Regions from separate parts of the Sus scrofa genome. Here region 1 is linked to region 2. Evidence: chromatin contacts called from public promoter capture Hi-C data. All regions are on one chromosome and are shown on one strand. Each heading gives the region's core, a stretch centred on a gene start, on an enhancer-like site or on the middle of the called end of the contact. The rest is flanking DNA. Distances are from core to core; before and after follow the strand shown. Region 1 holds the start of ATP8A1 (phospholipid-transporting ATPase IA). Region 2 holds the start of TMEM33 (transmembrane protein 33).

Region 1 (3,218 bases), core at 110-2,609, 620 kb before region 2:
TGAATCCTGATTTACTCTGCAATGTTTCATGAACACAAGAAACACATTTTCTTTGTTCTAATCCTGGCCTCTGAATCAGGGCCAAGTAGAGTGGGTTCTTCATAAATATGCATTGACGGCCTGACTCAGTATTAACGTAGGGCAGGGCTCTGATTAGCAAATGTTACCTGCAGAAGGCAGAGGACATACCAGAAATGGAGATAAGATGCTATTAGCAGGTTTTATTTTATTTTGTTTTTCTTTTCTTGAGGCTTGGGGATAATCGCTTATCTCTCTATTCAAACTTTTCCCAATCTCTCCCTTCAGGACCTGAAGGCAGTTCACATTAAAGACCTTTTCCACTGGGTGCTGGAGGAAAAGCACAAGATGAGAGAAGCAAATTGCTTCAACTCAACTTACTCCTTTCCTGCCGTTTCCACTGCTAACCAGAACCTATATAAAACCTTATATTCTAACTTAAAGATGAAATTAGCAGTAAGTAAAAAACACTGTGCTTGTTTTGATAACATGCTAGATCTCTGTATACAAAATAAAAGGTAAAGAGGTTACAAATATCTCTAGGATATGGGGTAAATTAAAATGTTTATGGGATTTTATAGTAGGACCTCTTCTCTTTTCAGGTAAAACTACTGCTCCCAACTTCCTGCAATGTTTGACTAAAAGCAAAAACACAAACCACAAAAGTCTTATTTGAACCACCTGGCCTAATAGTTGATTTTAATGCTCGTCCAGAGCGTTGTCAGACTGCAGACCACGCACTAGCGAGACGCAGGAGGCCACTTGGAGGCCGGCCCTAGACGCGCAGGGGCACCGCGGGCAGGAGGAGCACCAGCGCCGAGAGACCCGGGCTTCAACGCCTGTTGCGCGCATACCAGGCGAGGAAACAAGTGCGACTCAGGCTGCAAGGGCTGCTGGAGGTGCGGAAAGGCTAGAATTTCACGAAGGCGGCGCACACGCGGTCCCTCTTCCACTGCTCGGGCAGGAACTTAACCCTTGGCTGCCCAGCCCCTTTCGCCCCTCTCCTGCCCTCTCACACCCAGCCCCACTTTCCAGACCAAGGGCCACTCCATTGTTACTTGAAGGTAGGGGGAGGGGATTGCGAGAATGCGGGAGCTGGAGCACCCCTTCCTCCCTGGCCAAGACTTGCAAGAATCAGAAAGGTGTTGAGAAAGGACCCGGAGAACCGAACCCGCGGGGTGGAGCGAGGGCGCCTGGGGTGGAGGAGACCCGCAGCGTCCCCATCCCAACCACAGCAGTGGTACGACCCAAGGAGGGGCGGAGCGGAGGGCCTCTCCAGGGTCTCTCCCCGCCCCGTCCCGCCTTCCAGGTCGCGCTGCCGCTGGAGCGAGTGAGCGCGCGCCCCGAGGATCCCTCCCCCGAAGATCCCTCCCCCGGCGCTGGCGCTGGAGCTCCGCCTCTCGCTGAGCCTCCCCCTCCGCGGGTGCAGGCAGAGCTCGCTCTGCTCTGCGGACGCCGCCGCCTTCGTTGCCTTTATCTTCCCCTGCAGATTTGCGAGGGCCGCGCCCCGCAGCGGCGCTGCCCTGGGCGGGCGGCTGGGCCCGCGCGGCTTTTGAGTGCTCGGAGCGGCTCAGCCAGGTCCCCCTCCCGCGGGGCGCCGTGACAGGTGCAGAGTCCGGTCTGAAGACCCACCTGCGGCGATCGCCGCGATGCCCACCATGCGGAGGACTGTGTCGGAGATCCGCTCCCGCGCAGAGGGTGAGTGGCCGCCGCAGTGCCGGGCTGCTTGCAGAGCGCACGGGAGCGGCTCGGGGCCAGCCTGAGGTCGGGCGGGTGTGTGTGTGTGTGTGTCTGTGTGTCTGTGTGTGTGTCTGTGTGTGTGTGTAAGTGTGTGTGTGTCGGGGAAGAGATGCCCCGTCCCAGCTCTTTACCCCAGGAAAGTCTGGCTGTTGTGCCTGGTCCCTGGTGAACCCTTCTCCCTGCGCCGCCTCCAGTGCCCTCGCAGACACCTTCCCTGCTGCAGAGCCCCGAAATTGGTGTCTTCGGCGGGATCCCCAGGGCTCGCTTTACACCGCAGCGTGACTCTTCCGTCTCTGTCACCCAGCGCTCTCGCCCAGCCCACCTCCCTTCTCACTAGCGCACGAATCTCTCCGTCTCCACTCTGCTTCTCCATTCCAGGGAACAGATCCCCAGCCGGCCGCCCACCTTTTTGCAGCCCCCACATCACGGTTCCCGGGAAAGCAAATTTGCCTTTCCCAGGCGGCAGGATCTTTTGATCCACAGCCCCTCGCCTCTCTAAGCGGGAGGAGCCTTATTTGGGGTTGGGTGCTCAGCGAGAACCGTGCATCACATTCTGCAGTTCTGCCTCCTGCAGCAACGGAGTCTTACCCAGTTCCCCTCAGGTGTCTGAGGTTTTGGTTTTCCCTTCGCTTGATACCTGCACTTTGGCCAGCTGAGCTGACTTTTTAGTAGGTGGAAGCTGTTTTCTTTGCTCCACCCAGGGCCAGCTGTTGAATGGCTGCACTTGTCAGCAGCGAGCAACAGATGCCCGAGGGTAAAGGCAAGTAAGCTTTTGAAGGACTGAGACTTTCTTCATCCTCTCTGAGGAGCCCTCAGCATTCTGCCTGGCACATGACAGTCACTGGGTAAATATTTTCTTCATTTTGCTTATGGCAAAACCAAGATTGTACAGATCTCAAGTTTTGTTTTCTTTTGTTTTTTTCTCCCCGAAGCCCATCCTTGAACCCTACAAAGGTTGGCATAGCATTGCTATCATCACTGATGTCCATCCTTCACCCCCAATCCCCTCTCCATTCTTTAATGTTTGGCAGGTGGTTTTAGGAAGAGATATAGAAGTTAGGAAAATTGGATTGCAGGGGTTTGAGATCGGCCATTTTATTATTTTTCCTCCTCGGAGACCCCGTGTTAAAAATGGGGGCTCTGGGCTCTGAAAGCTGTGATTTTCTGGTTACAGTACTTAGGAAATAGTGAAACTGCTCTGGGGAGAAGATCACACAAGTATCAAAACTAAGCTGTGTCCTACTTAGAAATTTAGTACATACTTATTATCATTTGTAACATAATGAAAATAGTGCACCTTTTAGATGCGCATTGAACAAATGATAGTGCTACTTTAAAATGTACACAGTAAAAAAGTGTCCATTCTTTTTTTACACTTCTGAGTGAAATCAGTTTTTTTTTCTTCCAGTTTTCTTGAGATATACTTGACATATGGCACATATAAATTTAAGGTATATGAC
Region 2 (2,903 bases), core at 360-2,859:
AGGTGAAAAATTATTCACACAATCTCTGTCTTACCACAGAATATCTTTTATTTACAAAAGGAAAAAAGTTACCTTTACAATAGAAAGTCTAGTGGACACCACCTTAACCAAATGATCAAACTTAACATCTCCAATGAACATCAACATAAAATGCTTCCTGATAAATATATAATATATATACACAGTTCACTAAGAATGGAATATCACTTATGTAATATTATTACCAAAATACTTAACCTGAATCTAGTCATGGTGGTTGGGGGAGGGGGGGAATCAGACAACTCCAATTTGAGGAACATTCTTCAAAACAACAGGTCTGGACTCTTAAAAGACAAAAAATGGCAGGAGGGCAAGGGAACTGTTCCAGACTAAAAGGGACCAAAGGCCAGTAAATGTAATAATGCACTTTTTCCATCCAGTGTCGATAAGGAGGAAGCAGCTTTAAAGGACAACTTTGAAAGTTCGAATATGAATTGTATATTAGGTAATAACATGTATCAATGTTAGGAATTTCCCAAAATTAACTGCAAAAAATGCTGCGATAACTGCATTGTGATCACGTAGAATATTTAAGTCTCATGGGTTAATCATCATGATGTATATACATGGTTCAGCAAATGGTTCGGCAAAGTAAAGAAAAAAAGAAAAAGTGTGCATATAAAAAGAGGTTAGAAATGTTTAAAAAGAAAAAAGTGACTCGCTCAATTCACGTACAGTGTTTAACATTAGAGGGCAATTATGCTTCCGGTACAAACACGTAGTAAGCAGCAGATCTGCATTTTAAAAATAACATTTACAAAGCGTAACGATATTTTTCTTCGTAAAATGACAAATGGGGGGGAAGATCGCTCTCCCCCCTTTATGTAATTTCTATCTAAAGGCATAAAACAGGCAGAACGGTTCTCTGCCAGCACAGGTGTACAGAATGAAGCGTTTATCTTGATACCTCAGGCGGCATCTTCAACCTTGGGACCTAGGACAGAGACCGAGGGGTGGGAAGGGACAAGAAGGCCGAATTTCCACGGCGTACAGGTGCGCATACAGGTGTGGGCCACTGTTCAAGGCCGGCCTGTTGTCGCTTCCGAAAGAAACTTATAGCTCCCTCTAACATCTTCGCTCTCAATCAGCCTCTCACCACCCTCACCCCAAGCTCTAATCCCAACCTGAAAGCAATGAGCCTCTGGAACGCCGCGAACCCGACTTGCAACATTTCCTGCTCCTTTCTGACGCTAGCAAGTCAAACCAGACGACCCTGCCTGCTCACTTACCACCGCGCCCCCTTGGGGGCCATTCGGAGCTGTATCCGCCATGCGGGGCTCACACGCGCGCCTGGGACGCTGCAATCGGCAAGAGTAAAGAAAGAAGGAAGGTCAGCGCCTGGGCTACGACTCTGGGAGCCGGCTTCCCTGCCCCGTGCCAAAGCTCGCCGCTTCGGTGCAGCGGACAGTCCCGCAGGGCTCCCGCAGTGTCCGGGAAATACCTGTCCCGCACAGCCAAGCTCAAAAGCTGGGTTTCTAGAAAGAACGAATCGAAGGCGGAGCTTCGGAACAAGGCCCTACAAGACCGATCCAACGCACCCGGCTCCAAGTTAATTGCCGAACCCGGAAGTGCTCCCTTTACTTCCGTGGGGAAGATGCGGTGACGCAGAGAGGAAACCCGAAGGGGTGCCCTGAGGCATGACGGGAAGTGTAGTTTTTCTGGTTTCGGCTCGGCTTCCCTCATCGTGCACGCCCATTGATTGGCTCTGTAAGCTAAGAAGCAAGGTTGGCGACACAACTTTTCTCTCATCGTCAGCTCACAGGTTGTTCTTCCTGCCCATGGCCAAACCACATAGTCTCTCTGCTTCCTAATATAGATGCCTTATAGGTGTTTAATTTGCTGTTTTCTTCCAGGGGCTCGCGAGGCCCTGTGGTCTGCTTCTAAGGTTGATTCTTTCAATGAGCAATTCTTGAGACCTACTATGTGACAGGCTCCATACTTGGCAGGGAAGATAAAAAGATGATTATGAGACTGCCGCAGAGATACGTAAACTGAAATTACAGCACAGTACTTGTGTAATATGCACAGAGCCCGAGTTAATCACAGGGAGCACATAGAGAAGACCTGAATCTGACAGGTCCCGGAAGGGTTCCTGGAAAATCGAATTCTGGCCCTAAGTTTTGAAGGACAAAGAAAAGTTGGCTAGGTTGGGGAGGAGATTCCAGACAGCAGCAGAAAGTGCTGGAAACAAAAGGGCCACAATGAAGGTGCCTGTGTGTGTGTGTGTGTGTGTGTGTGTGTGTACATGCACACGCAAGATTTGAGCTAGAGAGGCTAAACATTCTCTAAAGAATTTTTTTTTCTTTTTCTTTTTAGGGCCACACCTGTCACATATGGAAGTTCCCAGGCTAGGAGTTGAATTGGAGCCGAAGCACTGGTCTCCACCACAGCTGGATCCTAGCCAGGTCTGTGACCAACACCACATGTCACAGCAACGAGGGATTCTTAATCCACCGAGCAAGGCCAGGGATCCAAGCCGACTCCTCATGGATACTAGTTGGGCTTATTACTGCTGAGCCACAATGGGAACGCCCTCTCTAAAGAAATTGTTGACAGAATATTTACTCTAAATCTAATCCAGCCCATCTAGACCTAATTTACCATTTATAAAAATGTGAGGAGACAGAGTACCACGTCAAACAACATCATGAGACAAAAATCAAAATGCAGTATCTTCTACAAAATAATTGGCCTGGACCCTTCAAGAAGTATCATTTTAAAGTGTGGGAGAATTATTTCAAATTAAAAGCATGTACAAAGTCATAGCAGCCAAGTACATGGTTTGATTGTCTAGATTCTAGGTTGGGAAATAGCAATAAAAGAAATTTGGGGATAATTATAGACATTTGATTATGGGATGATAT

Evidence for each region. Promoter capture Hi-C pulls out the DNA fragments that hold promoters and counts their contacts.
Region 1: a contact with region 2 is called in a promoter capture Hi-C map of fetal liver, with 2.3 times the contacts expected there. The contact joins the promoter of ATP8A1 here to the promoter of TMEM33 in region 2. A contact is called at or near these places in 1 of 5 promoter capture datasets (fetal liver) and 1 of 47 Hi-C or Micro-C datasets (liver).

Annotation. Positions count from the first base shown.
Region 1 is chr8:33,635,440-33,638,657 of Sscrofa11.1, reverse strand. ATP8A1 (phospholipid-transporting ATPase IA) reads left to right here and starts at 1,359. Exons shown (of 39, transcript XM_021101159.1): 1 at 1,359-1,716. The coding sequence starts at 1,668. It also overlaps LOC100515559.
Region 2 is chr8:33,011,275-33,014,177 of Sscrofa11.1, reverse strand. TMEM33 (transmembrane protein 33) reads right to left here and starts at 1,609. Exons shown (of 8, transcript NM_001244343.1): 1 at 1,578-1,609; 2 at 1,269-1,337. The coding sequence starts at 1,310.